Regions from separate parts of the Ovis aries genome. Here region 2 is linked to region 1. A link is a contact called in public Hi-C data. All regions are on one chromosome and are shown on one strand. The core of a region is the stretch at or near the end of the contact, and the rest is flanking DNA. Distances in the headings are between cores, read along the strand shown. Region 1 has its middle 47 kb from the start of TRNAY-GUA. Region 2 holds the start of AKAP13 (A-kinase anchoring protein 13).

What was found. A called contact is a pair of places that touch in the nucleus more often than the background predicts.
Region 2: a Hi-C map of skin fibroblasts shows a contact between it and region 1, with 3 times the contacts expected there. The contact joins the promoter of AKAP13 here to the enhancer-like site in region 1. A contact is called at or near these places in 5 of 16 Hi-C or Micro-C datasets (blood, mesenteric adipose tissue, skin fibroblasts and 1 more).

What each region holds. Positions count from the first base shown.
Region 1 is chr18:15,564,783-15,570,230 of ARS-UI_Ramb_v3.0, forward strand. No RefSeq gene overlaps it. Among named protein-coding and RNA genes, the nearest start is that of TRNAY-GUA, 47 kb to the right of the region's middle. Within about 2 kb of position 2,644, at least 41 of the 54 cell types and tissues checked have an H3K27ac peak or open chromatin away from gene starts, as enhancers often do.
Region 2 is chr18:15,615,357-15,620,774 of ARS-UI_Ramb_v3.0, forward strand. It overlaps AKAP13 (A-kinase anchoring protein 13), which reads left to right and starts at 3,299. Exons shown (of 39, transcript XM_060402005.1): 1 at 3,299-3,502.

The sequences.
Region 1 (5,448 bases), core at 1,394-3,893:
GATCTTCAGATCCCAAAGCCAACATGCTTTTCAACAGACTCCAGCTACTGCCCCCCTGAGAATAAACTGGAATGCAGAGGAAGCTGGCAATTTATAGTTTTAAATGAGACAAACTCATGGCAAACATAATGGCCACTCTACCCCACATCCGTGGCAGACAATGCTATTTCCTGATGCAAATGGAATCCTCAGAACCCTCTTCAACCTAGTGTCTCTAGTAGCCAGAACCAATCCATTGGAATAGGCACGGAGTACAAACTGATATGCCTTAGCGTCACTAATTTGGAAACTTCATTTTGTGGTATCCCACTTAGAAACATTCCACCTAGGAAGTGGAAAATAAGATGCTATTTAAAAAGACAGATAAAGCTGGGAAAGATAGACATCGAGTAGAACTGACGGAATATTCTTTATCTTAGATCAGTGTTTCTCAAACAAGGGCAATTTTGGTCCCCAAGATGTTATCTAGGAAATGTCTGGAGACTTTTTTTGTTGTGACAACTGGGAACTAGTGGCGGGGGCGGGGCAGGCGCTGCAGATTTCTAAATGGTAAGAGTCCAGGAGATGTTGCCAAACATCCTATAACACCCAGGACAGTCAGGTTCTCCCACAACAAATATTTATCCAGCCCCAAATTTCAACAGTGCAGCAGCTGAGAAACCCCGCCCTTGATCACAGCATGCGGAAAGAAAAGAGCAGAGCAGAGCCCCTTGCAAATGCCCGCTGTATCTCTCACATTAGTAACATAAAGTTGAGGGAACTGAAACCGCGGTTCTGGGTCTCCTTCTGGTTGCTCTTACACAAAGTGCAGAGGCCGCACAGGGTTCAGCGATAGCTAAGCTGCAGATCCTTTCATTTTCTTCCAGCCCAGATGACCCGAAGAAGCCTAAGATGTTACCCACACATCCTGGATCAACATAGCTTCTGGCTTTGCTTTCCCAGTTTCTCTCCAATCAAGACAACAGGAAAGAATATTTTAAAGAAAAGGGAAAGTGAAGGGCAAGGGGAAGAGTAGACCAGACTCTCCAAGGAAAACTCCTCCACAGCCAGTTCTCAGTGCAAGCGCGTCCACACTAATCCCACGAGCGTTCCGTCCTTTTGTTCCTATTTTTCCGCCACCTCACCATTCTAAGGGTGGTGTCCGGAGCAGCAGAATCGGCACCACCTGGCGTCTCCTTAGAACTATAGAATCTCAGCCCTCCCCAGACCTTCTAACACAAAATCTGCATTTTATCAAGATCCTCCAAGTGACCCGTATGTACATTCATGTTTCAGAAGTACTGCTCTAGGGTTTCCAACAGGCAAAATAAAACTGCAAAGTGAACAGCTGCAAAACAGATGCAAAGCAAATCACGTGGTGTAACATATGACTTCTCCAGGGGATTTATGACCCTCTGTGGACAGTAGCTGGTAATACAGAAAACAGACATTTGAAGTAAGAATATGCACAAAAATCAAAGCCAGGTTATATCTTTGTAATTGCCCTAAAAGGATCCATCTTGGGTTCAAGAAAATGTAGTACTTGTACCTTAAACAGTTTCATATACCCAGTGAGTATGCAAGCGTTTGGGTGGTTTTTTTTTGTCTTTTGTGGTTTTTTGTTGTTTCGTTTTTTGTTTTGTTTCTCAATAGGGAACAAAGATAGGGTTTACAATGATCTTCCAAAAAATCAGAGGATTTGATTTGATCGTTGTGTCCAGCACATTTCATAATACCAAAATTTTGTAACTATCGGCAGAAAAGAGTCACTGCTGCATGTTTTTAAATAACCTAGAAAATAGATTAAGGCGAATGGAAGCAGTTCAACTTCAGGTCCTCTCTCAACTTACTCAAACAGGCTTGCTTCACTCATTCAAGAAATATTAGGCCCCAGGATCCGTGCAGAGGAGGGCCTGAAGGCATGCAGCGACCGGTGCTGCAAAGCATTGCCTGAGATTAACGGCAGCAGACAGCCCCTGGATAACTTGAGGCGGAGAGGGGAACCGAGCTGGGAGAGGAGCCGGAGGAAGGGCGTGGGGAGGAGCTCTGGATGCAGCGTGGATAGGCGGGTGGAGCCCAGAGCGGCAGGCGAGGGGCGGGTGGGGTCCAGCCTGACTCACACGCTTGCCGACGGGACCCGCCACAACTCTGCCGGGTTAGGGTTTTCCGAGGACCACGTCACGCGGTCCCGCAGCCTCTTGCCCACGTACCCGCGGCAGAGTTGCACAGGACCCATCATGCACAAGGGTGTAGACTCGGGAGTGCAGGTGTAGGAGAGGCCGCTAGAGGCCGCGCGCGGTCCCTTCCCCGAGGAAGCGAAAGGGCCGGGCAAGCGTGTGTGCGGCTGGCTTTGTTCCGCCCAGCACTGCGGGTTCTGTCCTAACCTCCGAGCTCCGCTTGCGACTCTCGGCGTTGACCTGCGAACGATCACACACCAGTCTCGATGTCAGAGCACCCCGTGACCCCCGCATCACAAGACCGGGCTGGGGTGCTGGGTGGTCCCTCGGAGCCCCTCCTCCGGCTCCTGGCTCTCTTCCCAAGGCTTCCCTGGGGCAGAAAGCTTGATTCACTGATAACAGACTTCGGTCCCCTCACTTCAGGCAAGCGGCCTCCTTCCACCCCGCCCCCGCCCCCGGGGGAGGCACCTGAGCCCTGGGACTGCTCCCCAGGAAGTCAGGCAAGAGTTGACTACAAGCAGAGCCAGCCGATGGGGAAGAGACAAACCAACAAGGAAGTGAAGCAGAGGTTTCTAGAGGCTGCCCCGCCCAAAAGAGTGTTCAGGGGCCACTGAATTCTTTTTTTTTTTTTTTTTTTGTTTTTGCCACTGAATTCTTAAGGTCACCGATCATTTTTACTTGGAGAGCTACGACTCAGATACTAAGTCTCGACAAGGCAAGCAGGAGAAGGTTGCACCTAAATTGTTTCCTGAGAAATTCGGAGCCAGTGGCTCGCAGCTCTGCCCCAGAACAGAGAGAACCTTGGCACTCCCATAGGGAAGGAAGCTCACCCAACATTTGTGGGCACTCCTCCAAGCACTGGGCTTTCCACTTACTGTTGCTCAGGGACCTAGCAGGCCATGGAGGGCAAATGTAAATATCTTCATTGCCCTGAAGTCAACATCCAGACTGGAAGATGTTAAGTAAGTTTCCAGGATCAGCTGGTAACAAAGTGTCAGAGCTATAATGCTTGTTTATTTGATTTAATTTATAAACACTAATGGGTTTCCTAGGTGGTGCTAGGCGTGAAGAGTCCGCCTGCCAATGCAGGAGACACAAGAGATGTGGGTTCGCTCCCTAGGTTGGGAAGATCCTCTGGAGCAGGAAATGGCACGCCACTCCAGTATTCTTGCCCGGAAAATTCCATGGGCAGAGGAGCCTGACGGGCTCTGGGGTCACAGGGAATTGAACACAACTGAGCAATGAGCACAGCACATAAGCATATTATACAGTCACATCTTTCGAAATCATAAAGGCTAGAAAGAGATACAATAAAAAGTCTCTCGTCTAGTTAGGGAGTTGGGGATGAACATGTATACATTGCTATATTTAAAGTGGATAGCCAACAAGGACCTACTTATCGTCTAGCACAAGGAACTCTGCCCAATGTTACATGGCAGCCTGGATGGGAGGGGAGTTTGGGGGAGAATGGATACATGGATGTGTATGGCTGAGTCCCTTTGATGTCACCTAAAACTACCACAACACTGTTAATAGGCTGTATTCCAACATGAAATAAAAAGTTTAAAAAACACCTCATCCCCACTGACCCGCAAATGTCCAGTTGCCCTCATCTTGTCTATTTTGCCACATACACAGGTAACCGCTGTCGTGCGCTCCTTGTCGTAGAGGCACGTTCAGCATTTCTCTATACATATACCAGTTAATGAGAACTGTATAGACTTATTTTTCTCCCATGTGTACACAAGCGTGGTACACGATACCTATTGCTCTGTGCCTTGCTTCTTTCACTTCACAAATTACCTGGTAGATCTTCCCACATCAGTGCATGAAGACCTTCCTCATTCTTTTCCTTTTACAGCTGCACAATATTCCATTGTACAGACATACTACAGTTTAATTAACCAGGGCTTCATTCTTGCTTACTGGGTTGTTTCCAATGTTTTGCTACTGTAAAAGAAAAAAAATGTTGCAATGAATTTGTTTTCAGTTGCTAAGTCCTGTCTGACTCTGTGTCAAGAGGAGCCCACCAGGCTTCTCTTGTCCCTGAGGTTTTCCAGGCAAGAATACTGGAGGGGATTGTCATTTCCTTCTCAAGGGCATCTTCCCAACCCAGGGATTGAATCCATGTCTCCTGCATCGGCAGGCAGATTCTTTACCACTGAGCCACCAGGGAAGTCCTGCAATGAATAACTTTGTACCTACGTCATTTTGCACATGCCAGAGCCAGGAGCCCACATATTTCTAGCTCTAAGCAACCACTCCAAAGCTGACACAGGATCAATTATATGCCAGCTCTGATAGATAAATGCTCATATTTCTGTCTTCCCCCTAACCCCCAATCTTCCTATTTTCCTTTTCTCGTTGTGAAGCCTATTTGTATTTGCAACAGCTACAGAGAGTCCGGACAGAGAATACTTGCCATTTTATCTCTTTCTGTGGTTGCTTCATTTCATTCTTCAAATACCAAGGGTGACTGTAACTGGAGATAAAATCTGCAGATGTTGTTCTGCATAAACATGGAATTTCTGCTACCAGTTGGATCACACTGTTTCATACATGTGCCAGGCAAGTTCAAAGCTTGCATACCGCAGCCCACACCAGGCTTGAATCCCAGCTTGGAACTGGAAGGAGGATGAGCTTGAGGCAGTCTACTGCTGAGCGCCAGCATCCATCGTCATTTCTGGCTGTTGACTTAAAGGGACATGAAATGAACGAGGGCAACATCAGGGAGGCCCAAGGAAGACTGCCTTCCAGAAAAGATAAAATGCATCACCCAGCCTTTCATCCTCATCATCTGTGGTCATTTTGTCATCGCTTTTTATGTTTAGATTTCAGGTTTGCCTTTGAAGGTAGCTTTTTGTTTCTCAAAACAGGATATGGTGATTAGAGAGAGTACTGGGCAAGGTAGGTGGGGCAGGAAAAAGAGAAGGTGGGTTTTTTTATTAATGCATGTGACTCCAGCTATTGTCTGCATAGTTCACCAAGATGGGTTCACCCTGTTTCAGATGCAGTTTGAGCCAAGTCCTCGTTCTTAGGAGCTTACTGCACACCAGTAACTGTGTTGGTGAATGACAGAAGACCCAGATGCTCCGGTCTAAAAGGAAAGTCAGGCCCGTACCAGATATCGTCAGTGCAGAACAAGAGATCAAAGTGACGTCAGCCGTGGTGTAGTAGAGAAGTACGCCCAGAGTCTTATCGAGCTCAGAGAAGAGGCGCTTAACCCAGAGTAGGGAGATAGGGAGATGGGGCAGCAGTTCACGGAGACTTCTTTGGGGAAATGTTACTGAAC
Region 2 (5,418 bases), core at 2,049-4,548, 51 kb after region 1:
ATGCAAATCACTATTTAGGACTTCCCAAGAAGATGGAGAGTATAGCTGGGAAATGTGGAGTCGCACCTTGCTCCTCAAGGGGAGATTCCAGACCAGCAGCATCAGAACCCCTGGGAGCTTATTAGACAAGCCGAATCCCAGAACCCACCCCAGCCCTACTGAGTCAGAATCCACATTTAATGAAGTGGCCCAGGTGATCCATAGGCATGGCAAACTTTGAAAAATGCTGGGCTCTTGATCTTTTCTGCAGCTCACTGGGAAGGTATAAAACCTGCTGAGGCAGGGAGTAGGGAATATTGCTGTCAACAGCCGCTAGAAATGGAACATTTGCTGCTGCTGCTTCTGTAACAGACCAGCCGGGGTGCTAGAGAAGATCATGAGGTTTTCACGTGTTAGGGTCCTAGAGGTTTTCTAGGTTAGTTCCCTTGCTTTACAGGAGACTGAGTTTCTTGGAGAAGGCTTGACCTGCCCAAGGTGGGCGCCTCTGGGCAGGATCTAGGATCTAGGATCTAGGAGTTTCCTTTCTCTGGGCGACCTTTCAAATATTGACAGGACAGATTAGAGTGAGAATGGAGGAGGGAATGATGAGGTGATTGGGAAATATTTTCACATGCAGCGCTGGAAAACAGCTGGCCTTGGTGTTTCATTCTGTGAGGCAGAACTAAGAAAATATACATGAGAACCAGGTTCATTTACAGGGAAGCAAATTTCAGCTCAAGGCTAGGAACCTTTCTAAGATTTAGAGCCAAATAAATGGAAGTGCCTCATATAGGCAGTTAGTTCAGTCGTTCAGCCGTGTCCGACCCTTTGCTACCCCATGGACTGCAGCACACCAGCCTTCCCTGTCCATCACCAACTCCTGGAGCTTGGTCAAACTCATGTCCATTGAGCCGGTGATGCCATCCAACCAACTCATCCTCCGTCGTCCCCTTCTCTTCCTGCCTTCAATCTTTCCCAGCATCAGGGTCTTTTCCAATGGGTCAGTTCTTCACATTAGGCGGCCAAAGTATTGGAGCTTCAGCTTCAGCATCAGTCCTTCCAATGAATATTCAGTCCTTCCAATGAATAATCCTTTAGGATTAACTGGTTGGATCTCTTTGCATTCCAAGGGACTGTCAAGAATCTTCTCCAACACCACAGTTCAAAAGCATCTATTCTTCGGCACTCAGCTTTCTTTATGGTCCAACCTTCATTTCCATACATGACTACTGGAAAAACCATAGCCTTGACTAGTGGACCTTTGTTGGCAAAGTAACGTCTCTGCTTTTTAATATGCTATCTAGGTTGGTCATAGCTTTTCTTCTACGGAGAAAGCGTCTTTTACTTTCATGGCTACAGTCACCGTCTGCAGTGATTTTGGAGCCCCCCAAAATAAATGGTGTTTATTTATTACTGCCTGTATGGGAGACAGAGCCTCCGGCCCACTATCGCTGCAGCTCCGGGCTCTTTCTTCTCCTCCAATCTCAGCAGGGGCGTCAGGAATGGGCCCCAACAGCCTCGGGCCTCACACCCTGTGCCATCAGGTGTTTTAATGGTGTTTAAAAAAATAAAAGTCTCTCACTGTTTCCCCCATCTATTTGCCATGAAGTGATGGGACCGGATGCCATGATCTTCAATTTTTGAATGTTGAGTTTTAAGCCAGCCTTTTCACACTCCTCTTTCACTTTCATCAAGAGGCTCTTTAGTTGTTCTTCGCTTTCTGCCATAACGGTGGTGTCATCTGCATATCTAAGGTTATTGATATTTCTCCCAGCAATCTTGATTCTAGCTTGTGCTTCATCTAGCCCAGCACTTCGCTTGATGTACTCTGCATTTAAGTTAAATAAGCAGGGTGACAATATACAGACTTGATAGTACTCCTTTCCCAATTTGGAACCAGTCTGTTGTTCCATGTGGGGTTCTACAGTTGCTTCTTGACCTGCATACAGATTTCGCAGGAGGCGTTTTCCTTCCCAGGGATTTGGGGTGGGGAAAGCTTGGGTGGGGCGAGGGCTGGTGAGAAGCCGACTGGCCGGCCTCAGATTGCTGGGGCCTAGGACAGGACGGCGCAGGGTGTGGGGCCAGAGGCGGTTGGGGCCCTTTCCTGACGCCCCCGCCGAGACTGGAGGAGAAGAAAGAGCCCGGAGCTGCAGCGATAGAGGGCCAGAGGCTCTGTCTCCCATACAAACAGGAAGTATCCACAAAATCCCCACTCTGGTAGGAACTTGACTAGATCAGGGTTTCACAAAAGATAGTCGCTTGCATCTTCACATTTTTGTGGGGCATATCGTTTGTAAGTATTTTAAGTTGATATAAAAATATGAATATGTGTAAAAGTACACTAATCTTCATTGTACACTGGATGAATTTTCACCGTCTAAGTCTATACCTTTGTTATCTACCATCCAGATCAAAATACCAAACGTACCCAGCACCCGCCCTACACTTTCCAGCCAATAATGCTTCTCTCTCTAGGTAACCACTGTTCTTGCCTTGATTACAATCAATTTGCACATCTCTGAACTTATATCAAGTTCATATAAAGTGTGTCCATTTTTTACGTAAAGTTTTTCTCTAAGTAGATTCATTTTTATCTAAGAAACAACATAAATGAAATAATCGTTTGATGTGATAGGTGTTTCTCCCCAATATACACTAAAACGCACAACTTGCAAAATGAGCTTCTTCGTGTACCAAGAGACCACATTTTGTTTCTCAAAAGCGACCAGATGATTTTTTATGTCCTTGCAACTTGAAGATTTGCGGTGAAAAGCCCAAAGTTCACGGAATACCCTGTCACAATCCCGATGCCATCATACGCCAGCGACCCATCTAACTAAAACACTTGTTGAATACCTAGCAGCGACTCTCAAAGGCACTGCGCTCCACTCTCTGGAAAAGACCCCACTTTCTGATTTCAAGGGGAGGGAAAGAGAAGAGTAAATCATCTCAGGGTGTGTTATGGTAAGTGCTGCCGCTCAGGTGAGCACCCTGACACAGAGGAAGGGCGGTTTCCGGAGTCAGGGAGCAGAGGAGAGGGTGGGTGAGCATATCAGTCGGCACCTCCACCAGCCACCCGACTTTGATCACTTCGCCGGAGCGCAGCAGCTGCCGTCAACCTCAGCCTTCCTTAGCAACCTGAGGGGCCGCCCAGGCGCCTTCCTATTAGCCGGGAGGGGTTTGATGGGCAGCTCTGCCGCGCAACCCCGGCGCGCAGCTCCTGGCGCCGCGCTCACTCACGGCGGGCTCGGAGGCGTTACCGCCCCCTGGGTGTCCCGCCCACCTCCCTAGCGGCGCGCGGCGCATGCGCGGGCGGTTTGGGGCTGTGGGCAGGGCTAGCGCCGAGCCGGAGCAGCTGCGGAGAGGCTCCTGGGCTCCGCCGAGGTCGCCGCTCCCGCTCCTCGCTTCGGCCGCCGCAGTTTCCAAGCCGCCGCCGGGGGAGCGGCCGCTTATTGTCTTTCTCCGCGGCCAAGGTGCGGAGCTGCTCCAGCTCGGCCCGCGGGGGAGCCCCGGGCACCGCACGGTGAGAGCGCGATTGAACTCGGCGGAGTTGGGGGAAGTTTTGCGGTTAGAGGAGGGGTCGCGGCGGGGATCGCGGGCCGCTCCGGGAGGGGGCGCGGGGCTGCTGGGGTGCGGCCGGGGGCGCGCGCGGGCTGGGATGCATGGGCGCGCGGGATCGCCCCCCGGCTCCCCGCGCCTCAGCCCGGGCCCCCCATCACGCATTGTCTGCCCGGGGCCGCGGCGCGCCTCGCCGCTCCCGCAGCCCAACCCCGGGGCCGCCTCCGCTCCCGGGTTGGGGGGGCGCGGCCGGTCCCGCCCGGCTGCGATGGCCCCTTCCCGCGAGGCATCCCGGCGGGGCCCGGACCTCCGGGTCGGCTCCTCCGGGAGCGGGGGCCGCAGTCGCCCCCCGCCCCCGGGAGCTGCGGCTGCTCCGCGGGTCCCACCGGTCCGGGTGCCGGCGAACAAGTGCCGAGGACTCGAGGGAGCGGCTCTCGGGGGCTGCGGCGAGCGGTAAACACGCCGGGCCGGGCCGGCCTCGCGGGGGCGCCCTGGGCGCCTGCTCCCGGGGGCGCGGCCGGGGCGCCCGCGCGGGTCGGAGACGTGCAGCCCGGGGGGGACCCGCCTTGGGACCGTGGCCTGGGCTCCGCTCTTGTCGAGTTCAAGTGCAGCCAAACTTTGAAACCAAAGAATACTTTTTTTTTTTTGGTAAATACCACTTACTGAACCCCTTTTCCTTCCCCCCTCTTCCCCCCCCACCAAAGTCAACCAGTAGGTTAAACTTTTAAATAAATATGGGGGAAGTCCTCAAGAGTTTTTCTATCAGAAGAAAGGATAGGGTTTTGTTTTTTTTTGGTAATAGTGCTTAGAACAAAATGACTCCGTAGCATTTAGTTTTCTAGATCTTAACTGTGAACTCAGAAGTTCACAAATGTAAGTTGGATTGAGCAATACTTGGTGTTCAGTCTGAGCTTTTTAACACTCCTCAGTGAAGTTATTTTGAGAGTTTGTTGCCGCAGGCATACGGAACTAAAGTAAAAAACAGTGCCTTTTTTTCTCGTTCAGCAACCCCCTCCCCCGTTTTATTTTCATAAGTGACTTTTTCTATTTTTTTTTTTTAAATCGTTGGATCCCCCAGATCAGGATAAACGCTGGAAAAATCACTTGGAAGAATCGTTTTCAGCAAGTTTGTAAAGGAACTGTGATAAATCATTGTTACAGTCCCGTAGCCTTCCGTGGTCTCTTGGGGATTTGCAGACGGCAAGCCCTGTTGTCAAGCTTTGGGTGCTTCGTTCTGCTGAATTCAGTTCATTTGGCTTATGAAGTCAGAATGATTCTGTTTAAATCCCCACGGTGGATCCAGCATAAATGTCTGTCAAATTGCGTGGTGGAAGAAAATGACCAGAATGTGTTTCTATCCATTGTTTTGTATTCCTTTGCCGTCTGTTAAATTAACAAGTAAACTTCGAACCAAACACCGTGCGGGTCAGTTTGCCTTTGGATTGGTTTCTCCTGCTGAGTGACCGATGTGAGGTGTGCCCTGGGTTTTTCTGGTTTCTTTGGCCTCATTTTGCAACTGTGTTCACCTGCCAAAGCTAAAGAAAAATGTCCTGATGGCATAAGCTTGGATTTTTGAAGTACAGCCACAAGGTTGGTTTTAGGAGTCATAATCCTTGCCCTTTGGGTTTTCCTTCCCAAAGTTGTGCAGCTTTAGATGGCTTGTATGTAGGGGGTGGGGTGGGGGCTGGGAGGAGGGGTTGACAGAGGTTGAAAGGAGTTGTCAGGGAGGGACAAAATGTAAACAAACACTGCTTAGAACCTTAAGTGACAAGCAGATCAGTTCCTCTGCCTCTCTGATAGCATGTTATACATATCTTTTTTAAGGGTTTCTTGCACTTTATTTTTTTTAAATCTTTTTTTTAGGGTTTCTTGCACTTCATT